Regions from separate parts of the Mus musculus genome. Here region 1 is linked to region 2. A link is a contact called in public HiChIP or PLAC-seq data. All regions are on one chromosome and are shown on one strand. Each heading gives the region's core, a stretch centred on a gene start, on an enhancer-like site or on the middle of the called end of the contact. The rest is flanking DNA. Distances are from core to core; before and after follow the strand shown.

Evidence for each region. HiChIP or PLAC-seq counts read pairs in DNA pulled down with a chosen protein or histone mark.
Region 1: an H3K4me3 HiChIP or PLAC-seq map of craniofacial prominence shows a contact between it and region 2, with 3 times the contacts expected there. The contact joins two enhancer-like sites. A contact is called at or near these places in 18 of 484 Hi-C or Micro-C datasets (the G1E-ER4 cell line, the NIH/3T3 cell line, bone marrow-derived dendritic cells and 12 more), 7 of 115 datasets of contacts at active chromatin or transcription factors (the 230-238 cell line, craniofacial prominence, embryonic stem cells and 2 more) and 4 of 9 other capture datasets (adipose tissue, embryonic stem cells, liver and 1 more).

What each region holds. Positions count from the first base shown.
Region 1 is chr1:180,546,848-180,550,236 of GRCm38.p6, reverse strand. The region is part of intron 3 of Gm31986 (a long non-coding RNA gene); the gene reads left to right. Among named protein-coding and RNA genes, the nearest start is that of Parp1, 20 kb to the left of the region's middle. Within about 2 kb of position 1,411, at least 89 of the 459 cell types and tissues checked have an H3K27ac peak or open chromatin away from gene starts, as enhancers often do. A contact at or near this core is called in craniofacial prominence, where this site is marked.
Region 2 is chr1:180,456,994-180,460,690 of GRCm38.p6, reverse strand. The region is part of intron 1 of Stum (mechanosensory transduction mediator); the gene reads left to right. Among named protein-coding and RNA genes, the nearest start is that of Stum, 25 kb to the left of the region's middle. Within about 2 kb of position 2,205, at least 21 of the 459 cell types and tissues checked have an H3K27ac peak or open chromatin away from gene starts, as enhancers often do. A contact at or near this core is called in craniofacial prominence, where this site is marked.

The DNA of each region.
Region 1 (3,389 bases), core at 162-2,661, 90 kb before region 2:
GCAGCACCTAGCAGAACTCCAAACCTGGTTGGTTACCTGGTCTCCCATGGAAATTCCCTTCACATTCTTAGCAGCATCCCACTGCTGCCTCTAAGTTTGGCCTCTCTGAAACTCTGTCAACTCATTGTAGCCATTCTTTAACCTACACGTCTGTCCGTCTGTTGACTGTCTGATGTGTCATGTGTGTTCTGAGGGTTTATATTAGTTACGATGGGAACAAAAGAACCTGTCCTTCCCTTGGCTGCATAGCAAGGAGAGAGAGCTACTTGGCAAATTGCTGCCAACAACACTTCCATAGCTGGTGAGTTTATTATGACACTGTGGGAAGACACAAATGTATTCATCTATGTTCCCAACACAGTGAAATCGTGACATATGGCTGCAGGATTGAAGTGTGCCTCCTCTCCAGCCTCCTTCATTCACTCTGCATCCATCATCCCTCAGGGATGTACATCTGTGTGTGTACATCCATGGTGCTGGTCCCCATGCACAGACCCCTGTCTGTCTGCCAGGATATCCAAGCCATTCCGGCCCCTAGCTGTCCTCGCAAGGTTGGCAGCTGTTTTGCTCACCTCACACAAATTCCTGGGCTCATGGCTGTGCACCACAGCAGTCCTCAGTCTTCTCAACACCCGGTCACTTGCACCAGAGCTCCTAGTGGCCAGAGGTGTGGCATCTCAGCTCTCTGTGTTCTGTCTATCAGTGTCTAGGAGTGATGTGTTTATAAAAAGACAGAGAGGAGGAATGTTTTGTGGATGTGTAGTCAGGTGTGGGGGAGGGGGTGCCATGCTAAGGTATCCCTTCTCCCTGAGGGACCAGCCACACGACCACAGTGTAGTATAGAATAGAGTTTATTGAGGGTATAGGGAGGGGAGTTAAGAGGGTGGTAGAGGCAGAGAAAGGGGGAGGGAGAGAGAGAGAAGTAGAGGAGTAGAGGCTGGCCATGAGCACTGGCGGCAGGGGGAAGGGGGAGAAAGTGGGAGCAGGAAGGCAAGATCAAGATGGGGGACATGCAGCCCCTTTTACCTTGAGTCAGGCACACCTGGCTGTTGCCAGGTAACTGTGGGGCGGAGCTTAGACAAAATGCTAACAGGGAGCTCCCGAGTTTGTGGAACCCAGGCCACAATGGCAGGTGGAGGGCCCTGGGCAAGACTTTTTGTTCCTTCTGTTTCTTCCCCCAACAAAAAGCACAAAAGCACCATTGTATTTTATCCAGTTCAACAACCACTCCGTGAGGGAATCTGTTTACAGGTCATTGCCCTAGGCTCTGGCTTGCCTGGGGTATAAGATACTCTTCCAGCTGAGAACCTCATTGCAATTTGCAGTGGTGCCTAGTTCCCTGTAGAGAGAGGCTGAGGTATGCTCAAGGGACACTCAGAGAGATGAAGGGCGGTGAAAGACTCCGAGAGCTCCAGGAAGCCTCAGCTCAGAGGCCACCTTCCTGCGGATTACCTCCGAGCTCTTTGGTAGACCCAGGGCTGATTAACAGCAGTAGCAGGCTTTTAGTTTCCTATGCGCCATATAAAGAGACCGACTCCAGGCTCACCCTCTGTGCGCAGTGAGAGCTTGGCACCCTGTAGGTCTCCATCTCCTCTTCTGAGAGAACACAGTAGGCACTCTGCTTTTGCCTGTGAAATGACTAGGAGCTGCTATTCTTGCAGGGTCTTTGTGATCAGGGAGGACTTGAAGAGCTAGGATCATGGAGGTGACACTGGGAAAGCAAGTGGTAAAGACACCAGCCTGTGGAGGTGTCCCTCACTCTGGGTCCTCTGTGGGACATCTAAGCAGCAGCCCACACCCACCCCAGAATTCTAGTTTTGCACGAAGACTCTTCTTTAGGACCAAGCCCCCTTACCCAGGGCTTCCACCACAGTGTCCGGATATTTGTGTGGGCTTGAAGGGAGATGTGGTCACCTCACAGTCCTTTCTCTCCCTCTCCCTGTAGGTCTGCCGCTGAACCTGTTGTTTGTAGTCCTGAGTGAGCTCTAGAACCATCAGGGGAGCTGTTTAGAAGTACCGGGCTTTATGTAATTGGCCAGAATGCAGGGGTCAGAGGCAGCCTCATTTCTCCAGCTTCTCTGATGATAGTTGCAGCCCTGTCTGTAACAGAACTTCCTGCCCCCCCCCCCCCCCCCACCTCCCGCTGCAGCCAGCATTCTGCTTGCTTTGATCTGCTCCAAGCCGGCCCGCACCAGCCTTTCTTTCGGGCGGGGCTCCTGCGCTTCTCCCTGTCCCTCCGCTCTTTGGTGTCTCACGTCTCTGAGCCCTCTCAGTACTGACTTTATACACGTCCCAGCAGACTGCTGCCGTGTGAATTACAGAGAGCAGAGCCATAGAGACTGCGCCTGGGAAACAAATTAAAACACTCAATCATTCAGCCAAGACAGGGAACAGGGGTAGAAAGACACTCAGCCCCTAGAGAGGGGCCAGGGAGGGATCCGGAGAAGGGAAGAAGTGGCTGGATCACAAGATGATATTTATGAAAAAAAGTCGCTGAGGCAGACTGAGGAGGAAGAGGAGGAATAAAGGGCGCACAGTAGGGGGCATCTGACAAAGGGTCCTAGTGATGGTTACTATGGATTGTCAATCGATAGGATCTAGAATCACCCCGGAGACAAATCTCTGGGCACCCGTATGAGGGAGTTTCTAGATCAGGTTAATTAACAGCCAGGCTGAAATGAAGGGAGAAAGCAGGCCCTTCTCTGCTTCCTGACTGTGGACACAAAGTAACCAGCTGCTTCGGCACCTGGGACTAAACCTTCCCTGCCAAGATGGACTTCATCCCTTAGAATTCAGTGAAAGTAACCCCTCTCACTTCAGAGGAGGTCTCACCATATAGCCCTGGCTGATCTGGAACTCACTATATAGGCCAGCCAGACCTCAAATCCAGAGAGCTACCTGCTTCTCCCTCTTAAATTCTGGGATTAAAGGCGTTTGCCGCCACGCCCTGAAGACTCTCCTTTTTATGTAGCTATTGTCAGGGAGTTGGTTGAAGGGATGAGGCAGATAACAATACAGTCCAATCTGATGAGGACCACCTCTGAGGAGGGGTAGGACAGAAGACACCTAGCAAGGAAGGTCCAGTATGCCCACTGTTTGTGCCAACTGGGTATGTGTGATATTAGCCAGATAGCAGTGGAGTGTTGGGTCCTGGGGAGATGGCTCAGCAACCAAAGTGCTGTGTGAATGTGAAGCTTGGAGTTCAGACTCCCAGACCGCATGCAAATGTTGAGTGGGTGGGACAGCTGCCTGTAACTCCAACCTCAGAAACTTAGGATGAGATTCTCTCAAGCAAATTGGCTAGTGAGAATGGTCTAAGAGTCACCCCACAAACCACATGAACACCGATCTCATTCAGACAGGGACAGTGTTGTGATCATAAAAAGAGA
Region 2 (3,697 bases), core at 956-3,455:
CCTCCAACAGGTGGGAAACTCAGAGCCACGGACAGACAGATGTAGATGCTATGGGGTGAGTCTAGAGCACCAGGTCTGGCCACACTCTGCCCTCCTTCTTCTGTTTGTCCATCTGTCCGCCCGTCCCTTCCTCCCTCCCTCTTTCCCCCATTCTTCCCACACACAGGAGCTTCCCTCTCTTCCTCCCTCCCTCCCTCCCTCCGTCCCTCCCTCCCTCCCTCTCTCTCTTCCTCCCTCCCTCTCTCTCTTCGTCCCTCCCTCTCTCTCTTCCTCCCTCCCTCTCTCTCTTCCTCCCTCCCTCCCTCCCTCACACAGGATATCCCTTCTCTCTGTGAACATTAATAAGCCTGCCTCTCCTCCAGCCTCATCTTTCCCAGCCCCCGAGGCCCATTCAAAGGGCCTTTGAGCCCGTTAGCCTGAAGACAGGGGAGCAGTTAGGAACCCACAGTCATTTTCTTAGCTCCATTTTGCACCATCAGATCCCTTTAAGGTCGAGTCATTCTCAGAACAACAGCGTTGTTTAAAAATACATTTTAAAAATATATCTATTAGGTTGGCTTCTCAAAACGCCCCAGTGATATCAACAAGCAATTTTCAGTGCCAGTGTTAAGCACGAAGCCCCAGCCCCGGGAGTAGTGACAAGTGTAATGTGAAGTAGTGGCTTGAGGGTGCTCTGAGGCTGTGTCGCTGTCATGGGAGTGCATCAACTCTGTCCAGGCAAAAGCCCAGCCTGCTGTGTGCCCTCACAGCAGGAAGAGATGCTTCAGGCAAGGCAGAGGTTAGTGGCAATTGAGGGATTTTTTTTTCTGTGTCACATTGTAGATCGTGGCTGTGTGCACCAGGCTACCCCCTTATAGCTATTTCCTGTCTCCATCCTCTTCTTTCCATGTCCTGGAAACCTGTGCTTCTCGCACACCTGCACTGTTGTGTACAGACAGACAGACAGGAGCAGCAAGGCAGACACAATAGATGGAATCGAGTGAGGACTATTTCAGCTTCTGTAAGGACTTGTCAGGGTGCCATTCAGTAAGCCCCGTGTTATTCTTCACAAAGAGAATTCACAGCGCAGGCTTTCTCAGGTCAAGGCCACCGAAAAGTCATTTGAACTTGAAAAATATGAGAGCTCTTGGAGAGCTCTTTGAAAAAATTTTTTTTCAGCTTGATCCCCACCCCACCCCACTCCACCCCATTAAATCTACTCACTTATTTAACAATTTTGATATGCACCTATTAAGTGTCTAAAATGTAGAAGGTTCTCGACTATATCTAGGGTCTACAAGGATATTCTTAGGAAGCTGAGCTTCGGTGGACACCAGGGAACCTAAGATGGGACCATGACCACAAAGGCTCATGCTGAAGGGACCAGTGAGTCTAAGTCTCTCACTTCATAGATACAGACACTGAAGCTCACAGGTAGGAATGACAGATTTCTCAGGGAACTATTTGATTAGCATCCTTTTGGCCAGGAGCCCTTTGAAATCTACTGAGGAGCCAGGACATCTGAACGTCGTCCTCAGGATGCATCTGAGCTGGTGATGCGGCAGGCAGGGCTTCTGATTCCCAGAGGGTGTGGATGTCAGCTTTCTCAGTGAGGAAGCGGACTGTGGGAGTAAGGCACAGGGGACAAGCAAATAGAGCAGGTGTGGACAAACCCTCCCGCCCAGTGACAGTTCTGAACAGTGCCAAGATATTGTCCAACAGCAGGGTGACTTTGCAGGCTCCGTCAAGTATCCAGGCTCCCCACCAAGAGTTGCCAGACTTCCCAGGGGCTCTAAGCTGGACAGCTCCTAGCTGATCAGGATAGGGTGGCTGAGTGACCATGAAGAGCTTGGATAGAGAGGGTGAGAGGACTGGCAGGCAGGCAGCCAGCCCTTGTTTCTATAGCGCCTGCCAGGGAGACATGAGAGAGCCTTTTGGTGTTGGCCAAAGTACCAGATTCCCCATGCCATGGCATTTCCAAGAGGTGGGGGTGGGGGGCAGGGAGTGGGGGGAGAGAAAGAAATAGCATTTAAAACAACAACGACAACACAAAACAAAAAAGCCACCAGTCATTTCTACAGAGACTGTGTGCTCTGCCCAGCCTCTTGTGTCCCAGCCCTTTGGCTCCCTAGGACCGAAAATGTTAAAGGAAATTGTGCTGGATTCATGCTCCGCCCTCTCAGCTGTTGCTTCTTGCCCTAATAGGAAACATCTCAGCAAGTTCTCCCCAGGGCCTGCTGTGGCATCTGGCTGGGCTGGTGCCTGTCTGGGGCTGCTATCTCCATCCCTTCCCTGCTTGCTTGGATTGCTAGAAAGAGAAGCCCTTGGCCTGGCTTACAAGCCCCTTTATGTTGCCTCTTCCTGGCAAGTTCTGCAGCGTCCGTGGCAGAGCCTTCCCTCGGACTCAGTGGGCAGGAATAAGGCTGTTCTGTAGATAGACTGATGGCTGTCTTAGTCCAGGTCTCAGAAGAAAGAGAGATGGTGATCTGTGGGGCTGCTGGCTTAGAAACCGCAGGAGCTGGGGGGAGTCCATGTGTTTGTGAGACACAACTGGGGCCAGGGGAGGGCATGTATTAGGGGCATAGTCGGGGTAGGAACTAGGAGGGACTCTCAGGCTTGGAGAACTGTTGTGGGTTAACAGTCCCAGTTGCAGTGTTCATGCAAACCCTTCTCAGGGGCCTCTGTAATCAGCTTGCTACTCACACCAGGAAAGATGCTGCCTGTGCCCTGGACTACTCGACGCCTGACCCTACCTGCCCTGGGGGGTTGGAGGTGAGGTGGCGTAGAGTCAATGACACAGACTCTGGGAGCAAGTGAGAAACTGCAGCAAGCTCATCTGAGTGCTGCTGCAAGCTCCTTTAATACCCTCCACCTGAGCTCCATTCATCCCAAGAAAGCATCTCTTCTGAACAGCAGTTCCTGATTGGCTGGCATTCTCTGCACGAACAATCCTTGGTCTCTCAGGCAGTTCTCAATTAGGTCCTCCTGTGGGAGATGCTTTTATGGCTGCGCCCCTGGCATTTACATAGAGGTGCCCCCCCCTTATTCCGGCTACAGAAAGGACTGTTCCTTGTGTGCCAAAAGTTGAACTAATGAATCCCTACCCCAAGAGAAATTTAGTCTAATTGAGATTATACCTCTTTTATGAAAGACCTACCTCTCCCTGGAGTAGCCAGGGAGCAGTGAGTTGATGGGCATCCAAAGGCCTGGGTCAGCCAGCTTCCTGTTGCTATAAGAAACATCCTAGATAAAACTGGCTTGTACAGAAGAATGGTCATTTATTTAGGGTTCATAAATTCAGCCTATGGTCAGTTGGCCCATGGCTCTGGTCCTGGGGCACAACACTGTGGTAGGAGCCTGCTTCAGAACAAAAGTAGTCACCTCTTGGTTAGGAAGGAAAAACCAAGAGAGAACAGACGGCAGCCCCCTGCCCCCAATTCCCTTCGAAGGCGTGTCCCTGATGACACAGGGCCCTATTTGTTAAAGGTTCTACTACTTCCAGGAACAACAAGCTGGGGACCAAACCTTCAACACATGGGCCTTTGGAGGGAATTCAAAAGCTAAACTAGCAGGGTGTTTTTTAAAAAGTTGTGCTAAGTTGGTGGATATAACATAAATTTTACCAGCTTAACTAATTCTAAAAAATTTTGTGGTGTGCATGTGCGTGTGTGTGTGTGTGTGTGTATTGTCAGTTTTCTCCTTCCATCTTTATGTGTGT